Regions from separate parts of the Gasterosteus aculeatus genome. Here region 2 is linked to region 1. Evidence: chromatin contacts called from public Hi-C data. All regions are on one chromosome and are shown on one strand. Each heading gives the region's core, a stretch centred on a gene start, on an enhancer-like site or on the middle of the called end of the contact. The rest is flanking DNA. Distances are from core to core; before and after follow the strand shown. Region 1 holds the start of LOC120809236 (pleckstrin homology domain-containing family A member 7). Region 2 overlaps LOC120809236 (pleckstrin homology domain-containing family A member 7).

Region 1 (4,256 bases), core at 728-3,227:
TTCTAGCATTTATTCTTCTCCAAACTGTGTTTTTGATGAGCCAAATGAAACACATTTCACATCAGGTTCACACCACCTCGGAGGTTCTTTGTTGTAATTGTTGTTCTTTTGATCTGTGTCCGATGTACAGAATCACAGGTTCACTTTCATTTCTACATCTGCAACACCGGTGGAACCAGAACAGCAGAAGAGAAGCCAGAATAAAATACATAATTAGCTTGTGGGTGCAAAACATGTCCATAAATAAATCTACTAAATGTTATCTGTTTGAAATAACATCTATGAAGGGAACATAAAATAACATTTCTCCTCCTGATCGAGTGTCGTAGGGATCAGATCACAAACTCACTCACAAATTAATTTTCCTGTGTTAGAAGGCGCGTGATGAAGTGGACGTGCGGGTCCAGAACCGGTGGTGAAACCTTTGGGCGAGCGGAGGCTTCAGGCGTGACCTCGTCGGTATAAAGCCTGAAGGACAAGCGTCCTTATTTATTGTTTTTTGCACTTAAGGTTTAACACCCCCCACCCTTCCGGTACCATCCACCACCATCCCTTCTTAGTTCTTCTTATCAAATCTTCATTTTTTCATCTCATCTCATATGCTACACCCCCCCTCCCTTGTGTCTTCCACGTCAAATTGAGCCCGAGGAAAGGCTGCAGTCCTTCTGTCTTTCCGTTCTCCTCCCTGCACTCTGGCCTTCTGGTTTTTGGAGAAAGAACTCCGGCTGCCTGAGGGCTTGTCAGCAGCTCAGCTCACCTGTTTGTTTTTCAAACCGAAGGTCTGCACGTCGCGACGTTGTCACAAGCACGCCACCACGCGTCTCCTGGAGACATTCCAGTGAGCTCAGACTTCCCAGCGAGTGACGGAGGCTCTTACAGTTTTTTTACAATCACTTTGATACTATTTTCAGAACGTTGATGTCATTTTTCAATGTTCTAGATACACGGGAACATTCACAAGATACCCATGGTTCTATTTGTTTGTTTGTACAACCGTTCAATATTGCTGTACAAAATAGATGATACAGGTTTCATTATTGTACTAAATGTAAATACATCCCTGTAAAAGTACTACTGTGGTAGAAAGAATAGTACAGACACAGTGGAATCATTGAACAAAATTTGACTGTTATGAAATACAATTAAAAAAAGGTTTGATTACCATACATTTAATCCACGGATGTGTCCTTTCTTTTTGATGTTGTCAGCTGTTTATGTGGCCTTTTTGCAGTTGTTATCACAGCATTAATCAGCCTTCAGAAGGACCAAAGGGCTCTCGGAAGTACTGATAAAAATACTCGTAACTATGAATCATTTACATTATTACCTCCATAAACATAACACACATCAGGTGGGAGTATATTCAGTTAATATTGCGGTTGGAGGGATGCGATTGAGTGAATTTGAATAAAATGTGTTAAGTGAGTGAGTATAACTTGGCTTTCGTCAGTTTAACCCCTCGACCCTATGATTTATAAATAACTGGCATCTGACGTTTGAGAAGCTTTGGTGGCAAACATGGGGAAATCAATAGATTACTACCCTTGGTTTCACATTATTCACGTTTGCCTCACACAACTAGGGCTTTTGACAGATTTTTAGAAATGTTGAGGTAACTTGTCAATGGTTTTGCGGTAACCGTTGACAAGTATTTCAATTAAACATATTAATTTAACTGCTCAGGTATACATATTTTGTTTACATGTATGCTTCATTATAGTCTGGTAACACCTGTGTTATTCTGGTCGGAAATGACCTGGTTAGGTTAGTGTATGGTTAGTTTGCGCCTAACAAATAAATGAGAATTAGAATAACATATGTGACATTCAGGAGAATATGTAAAATTAACAAAATGTGTGCGTAATACAAACACCTATTTATGCAATTATAATCAACTAAAAGGGAAACATTTTCAGTGAGGACCAAAGCAGTCTGCGATAAAGAAAGACTCCAACAGCCCCGAATCCCGTGTGTGTGTGTGTGTGTGTCTGTCTGTTTTTCAGAGGTTTCCCTCGCGGTGTTCAGATTTACAGGCATTCAGAGCAGAGCCTGAAGGCGGCGCTGGCCCGGTGAACGCTGAGCTCTCTCCACCGCGCGAGGGAATGAGGTGAAATAGGACTTTCAGACCGGATCATGGCGGCACCTCTCGGGCGGGACGCCTTACCTGAGCACTGGTCGTACGGTGTTCGCGCGGACGGAAGAGTCTTCTTCATCAAGTGAGTAAGGGGGGCTTTACCGCGCCGTCTGCCCCGTGTGAACGGGAGTTGGGTTTGCTGGTGTGTTTTCCCGTTGGTGTAACAGGTGTTTTTCTGTCTCTCTCTGTGTGTGCGTGTGTCTGTGCGCGCGTTCGGCAGCGATGAGGCGCGAAACACCACCTGGCTCCATCCCCGCTCCGCTGAACCAGTAAACTCCGGACACATGATCCGCTCAGGTAGCTAACGTCAACTTTAGCTAAGCTAGTTGGAAGAGGGGGGTGCTTCACCTGTGTGTGTGTGTGTGTGTGTGTGCGCGCCCGCGCACGCGGGCTCGCTCGCTCGCTCACGAGGGCCGGGGGGGGGGCTACAGGTGTCTCCGACGAAGTCTCGCTAACGTGTTTCTCGTGTTCCCCCGCAGACCTCCCTCAGGGATGGGAGGAAGGCTTCACCAACGAGGGGGCCAGTTACTTCATAAAGTGAGTACCGTCATGACTCCCGGTCCCCGGGGGGGGGGGGGGTCACCTGCTGACCGCGTAGTGACCCCGCTGCGCTCATTGGTTGTTCCGGGAGAACACGTGTTGCACCTTGTAACGAGTTTTACTGGGATGTTGTAGTGAAAGAAGTACTCAGTAGCTCGGAAACATAACAAGTACACAGGTAACCCAGAGGTTCCGCATGTACTCGTTGCACAAGTCACGATTATTACTTTATTATGATCGATTGCTGTAATGTCGCGGCTGGGGGGCGGGCCGCTTTTAAAGGACTTTTGACCCTCGGAATGTTTCGTGCTCGTCGTGAGGCTGATATTGTATAAATATTATAAAAATAGGACCACAATGCATTTTTGTTTTTGCACAAACCAACAACAAACAAGTGCTTCTGTGCGTAACTTTTAAATGCCGTTTCCAAAATGATCCACTAATGATACTACTCTTGATGGCAATTTGTTGTTTCTTAGCAACAGAAATGTATTTCCACCTCCAGATTGTTTTGACCCTAGTCCTGAAAGTTAGCTAAACTGTGTTAGATTAATTGTGTTATTCTTCCATTTTTCACAATTCTTCCATTCTTAAACAGATCAATGCGCCACAGGTGATTTGTCTGAAAGACTTTGTTAATTGTTGTACTCATGCATTTGTCACTTTATCTTTACCACAATAATCCAAGTTAAGGTCAATAAGTAAAAAGAACTATAGCACAATCATTGCATTAGTGATAGTGAGGTGAACTCGATGAACTGAGTGCATTTTAGGATGAATTTAGGAAGGTGTGGTGAAAATCTGGACTCAGTCCGTTTGAACTCTGCTTTCGACGAGTGTTGATCCGATTTGTTGCCAAAGCTGCTGTGTGACGTTTTTGCTCAAATAGTTCATCTTGAATAAACCACCAAACAACTGTACAGAGATCCAGAAGATCCAGTAGTGAAACACGTGACCTGCTGGTGTTTCTCCCCGTGTGTGGGTTTCTCTGTCAGACTGATTCCTCCGGTTGTTGAATATTCACACGTACACAGACGGGCGTCTGTAAAATGCAGAGTTAGTCAGTAATCTGCTGTTTTGACATCTTTTAATCTCCCTTTTGAAAATTCCCCTCCCCTTCGGTGTCACTGCAGATAAACGGAGGTCAAAGGTTGTTTGTGTCGCCGTCCAAGCGATTGCTTCAGTACAAACACGTTCATTTTCCTCTGAGCGAAAGTTGTTTTAAATTTTGAGTAAATAATGTTGCAATACAGGCTTATTGGTAAATGTTTTGTTGTGTTAGACACTGATTAAAATTCCCCAGAATCCACCCTGATGTGCTGTTATGGTTTGCAGTGATCTATTTGTGTGTGTTTGTGTGTGTGTGTGTGTGTGTGTGCGTCGTTTTTCCGGAGTGCTGTTAAAAAAATATCCTCGTTGTTTTCTTTCTGAATTTCTGGTTTAAAATAAAAATTTCCGAGCATTCTCTTGTTGAGCCTTCACATGTCGCCCTGTATCTTAATTGCCTCTCCAGCTGTTAGCAGGCAGTTGTTGATGTTTTTGACTTAATGTTGTTTGGCTGCCTGGGAAGATTCAAAACCTT
Region 2 (4,256 bases), core at 1,232-3,731, 58 kb after region 1:
TTATTATTATCATTATTCCTGCAAGAAAGTTGGTAGAAGTAAAAAAAAAAAAAAACAGGAATCAATTTGTCGATTAAGTGGAACTGCATTCATTTGGTTCTAAATATAACATTCCGCCAACCTTAAAACCCCCTCCCCAATTCCCCAATAAGTGCACAAGGTTATTAGGACTTGGACGGATGAAGTGAGCTGTGCAATCAGCTCCCTGGTCTCTAAATATGTGCCAGGAACCGCATCGAGTAGATACTCGAGCACAGTGAGTCAGGGAATTAAGGTTTAAAGGGATACACATCATGAAAATGTCCCCCTTTCAATGCCTTTGTATTTTAGTATCTGAAGCACCTGTCAACCCTGAAGTAAGAAGTAAGACGACCCAATCAGCTTTCTGTGGGCTTCCTGGATAATGCTGATTGAAAAGATGATGAAGTGATTTAAAAGGTTGATCAGATTTGACGTCTTATAAAAGAAAAGAGTCGGTGGTCAAATGCAGAAACTGAGACTGACTAAGGTGTGAACATGAAAATGAGTTTTTTATTAGTGCACAGCTGCAGCCGGGGACGTGAGTTTGTTTCAGCAGTCAGACAGAAGGGCCTTCAGAATCAAGCTGTCAGGGAGCCGATGTAGCAACGGGAGCGTTCCTGTTTATTTGTGTACGTGTCTGGGAGTCATGGGGGGACGCTCCTCATTTGCATTGTCTACAAACTGCTTAAGCGTGCACGGTGCATTGAACGAGTGATTCTTGTTGGTTCCCTTGTTTCGTGCACACGGGACGAATCGTGTCATTTCTACACGGCGTGAAAACAAATGGAGAAATCCCAGGGAAACCATTGCAGCCGCTGTGGATCCCACCACAACACTTATTATCCTGCAGTCATTATGCAGTGCATGAATCAGGGGAGGGAAGATTTAGCGTCTAATTACTTTTCATTTGCATGCATCTGCTGTTGAGTGGGCTCTCTCGTTTGTCTTCCAATCCCGGGAACACTGACTGAAGAAAGGAAGGATGGAAGGAAGGAAGGACGGAAGGAAGGAGAGAGAGAAGGACATTTGACGTGCTCGCTGGAGTGCAACTCACTTTAAAGAGCCTCTAATAAACCCACATCTTCATCAAGGATACAAAAGCTTTTCAATTAGACAGCTGTTGGTTCTGTTCTGTTATTTGATGGTGTGTTGTTTTTTTTTATCCCTGATAGCTGGCCAATTGCAACATCAGTGACATCACATTGAGATATTTCTCAGCACGAGTTCTGCAGCAGCACAATGTTCTAACTATGTGGATCATCAAAGCCAATGTCTTTGTGTCGGCCTCTCGAGGTCGTCTCCCCGGACTCGAATGAACTTAAAGGCAGAAATCCACAGCAGGAGGAATCTGAGGTAGCAGCGCCTCGACTGCTGGTCCCCTCGGTAGACCAGGAAGCGGTGCAGCGCTCGTTTGCTTTGGGCTGCAGAGAATCTCTGCTGCAGTTGCTGCTCTCTCCGCCTACACAAGTAGAAGAACCTTTTGAATAAAACTATGAGGCACTTTGCTAGAAGAGTGGAAAAAAGCAGAGAGACTGATGATCCTTCTCTGTGCGTTGGGATGAGAAACCTGAATAGTGTGATTAACTTGATACATTGACAACAGAAGGTCCTCTTAAGGTGCACAGTGATGCTTTTAGTATTCACTGCTTGCGAGCAGTCCTGTTTTTCCCCGTGATGAGATGGTGCAGATGTGTTCTGCCCTGTCGCTCCGCACCAATAAGTCTACTACAGCACTGACTAATAACCTTTTTTACTGTGCCTACAAAGAGACGTCACTCTGAAGTTCAGCTGCGCCTGCCATGAGCTCAGCACTTACATCCCACCGTACAATCACCCTGTCTAATGAGCCTCGCATTTCACACTGATACTTTTCCATGCCAGATCACTTCAATGATGTTCCGTCCCTTTTTTGGAGAGCTGTTGTGGTGTGAAATGGGGAGCATAATGAAAAGCTTTCATATTCTATAACTGTATACGTCTGTAAACTGTTATTTTACCTCGTATGTGTTCTTATCAGTTTTCTAAGCTGTAATAACGGAAAAAACATGTTAGTCAGGGGACCTTGGGCTTCCTTTTTTTCTGACACATTTCCTCTCCTCTGCTGTAACAGAACTGTTCCTTCCATCGATCAACAGTTGTTGCTTTGTTGGTCGTTACTGGCTGATTTCTGTGTCTGTGGTTCCTCTCATCGCCTCTCCCCCCGTATTGGTCGATACGTATGTGGCCCTTGATGTTGTTTTCTTTTGTTGGACAGCATGACATCTCCCTGTCTCTTTGAACCAAAGCCGAACCAGCTGATCCCTGTGACCTGCTGACCTTTGACCCAACCTCTTCTCTCTCTCTCTCTCCCTTCCTATAGGCCAGCCACACTGGCATGCGCTCGTATATTTACAAGCGGAGCTCTGTGATTGGCTCGCAGGCGGAACACACTGGCATGCGGACGTATTACTTCAGTGCCGACACCCAGGAGGACATGAGCACCTGGCTGAGGGCCATGAACCAGGCCACACTGATGCAGAACAACAGCAACACACCTGTCAGGTACCACACACGCGCACACACACGCACAGCATGTCTCATGCATGCAGCAACATGCTAAAAAGGTCCTCTAGTACATTTGGTCACTGAACTCTTCCAGATCTTAACATTTACTGTTTCCACCCTGAATACTTTGAGTGCCTCACACCATGAGCGCCCCCTTGTGTCGTTTGCTGTCAATCAAGCAGGAAGCTCTTTACTAGCGCTTCTGATTTTAGTGTTTAAAGGAATGGTGTGCACCAGCAGGGACAGTCCTGGTATCCTATGGTACCATCCTATGGTATGATCGTTATGAAAACTTCTCACAGTTGTCTAATTGGTGGAGACACACAACAGCGAGGCAATAATTATGTTAATTATGTTGCACTTCTCGGGACAATGTGTTCATTTATTTTCTAGCTAGCTTGATTTATATTCATTCATTATCTGCAATTAAACAGAGTTTCACTCATAATCCTCTTTAAAACTAAGTAAATATTTCACACTGAATTGTTTATAAATACATGCGAGCACCGTGCATAAAACGTCATCATCGCAGCCTTAGCGAGACATTACTTGTAAATTAAATAAATTAAATTCCAATAAAAGGATGCAATAAGCGCAGAGTGTAATTTATCACTGCATATAATTCCTGGAAGAAGCTCCCCGCCCTGTTTTAAAAGATCTGAGCCAGTCAGTCATGCTGTAGCATATGAAAGTAGTGTATTTTATATTCTGAGATGTTTGTTTGCTTCCAAAGAGGACATTCCGATGTGGTGAAATGCTCCCCCCCCCTCCCCCCTCCCCCATGTATTATTCATATGTTGACGTCGGGAGCCGGCGCTGATCAAATGCGTCCCGTCGTTCACTGGCAGCCTCAGACACCCGCAGCTTGTAGCGCTCCGCTCTCCTCTTTTCTTTTTGGAAGGGGAAATCCCACAAGACCAAGGAGTTGTTTATGACTGAAGGGGGGGGGGACTAAAGACCGCTTCCACTTGGGACCTTTTTAAAACCACATTTCAACCTCCTGTTTCTGCATTCTTAATGCAGGGATGGAATGCTCTGCTTGCAACACTCTGAAGCGAAAAGACGTTGCCTTCTGTGCCCCATTTAACAGTCTGAAAGGAACTTTGCAGTGATCATTTGTATGAAATATCTCCAGATATCCAGCACGCCGCCACCTTTTTAATCCTTGTTTTCTGACTTTGGTTCATTGCATTTCAGAGGGTGGATTCCTCTCACTTCCTGTCAAAGGGGATTTCCTTAATGAGTTTGGTAGCTAGCTGTGGGAACAAGACTTTGCTGGTCGTCTGCTCTGCTTTAAAGGGGTCGTGTATTCAGCCCTGTGCGGAAGGTTCGGGGATGAGTTGTTGAGTTCCTCTTTTATGTGTCTTAAGACTTCCAGCTTAAATTCAGTCCAGCGCACCAGAACAAAGGCTGAGATAAGAACTGAAACGGTGGAACCGGACGTCCATCAAATGTCAGCTGTGCTTAATTATATCGGTTAATCCAAATATTTAACGAAGGACTCGGCCAGACGTGACTTATCGCAATCCCACCGCTGTCATGTTAGTTTTCTTTACGAGGAGGATACGTCTGAAATGATTCTCAGAAAACGTGAAGAATAACTTGTGTGTAAAAGAGTGTAAAAGTCTGACAACTACGCCGGCTTTCTGTGTGATGTCATCTCTCAACAGACCGTCGGACAAGTTCGAGAC

What was found. A called contact is a pair of places that touch in the nucleus more often than the background predicts.
Region 2: a Hi-C map of skeletal muscle shows a contact between it and region 1, with 8 times the contacts expected there. The contact joins the enhancer-like site here to the promoter of LOC120809236 in region 1. A contact is called at or near these places in 4 of 6 Hi-C or Micro-C datasets (skeletal muscle, tail fin and whole body).

Annotation. Positions count from the first base shown.
Region 1 is chrX:17,862,849-17,867,104 of fGasAcu3.hap1.1, forward strand. LOC120809236 (pleckstrin homology domain-containing family A member 7) reads left to right here and starts at 1,978. Exons shown (of 28, transcript XM_078083225.1): 1 at 1,978-2,216; 2 at 2,355-2,431; 3 at 2,614-2,671. The coding sequence starts at 2,134.
Region 2 is chrX:17,919,905-17,924,160 of fGasAcu3.hap1.1, forward strand. LOC120809236 (pleckstrin homology domain-containing family A member 7) reads left to right here. Exons shown (of 28, transcript XM_078083225.1): 9 at 2,381-2,562; 10 at 4,236-4,256. Among protein-coding and RNA genes, the nearest start is that of cxh11orf58, 21 kb to the right of the region's middle. Within about 2 kb of position 2,482, at least 4 of the 9 cell types and tissues checked have open chromatin away from gene starts, as enhancers often do.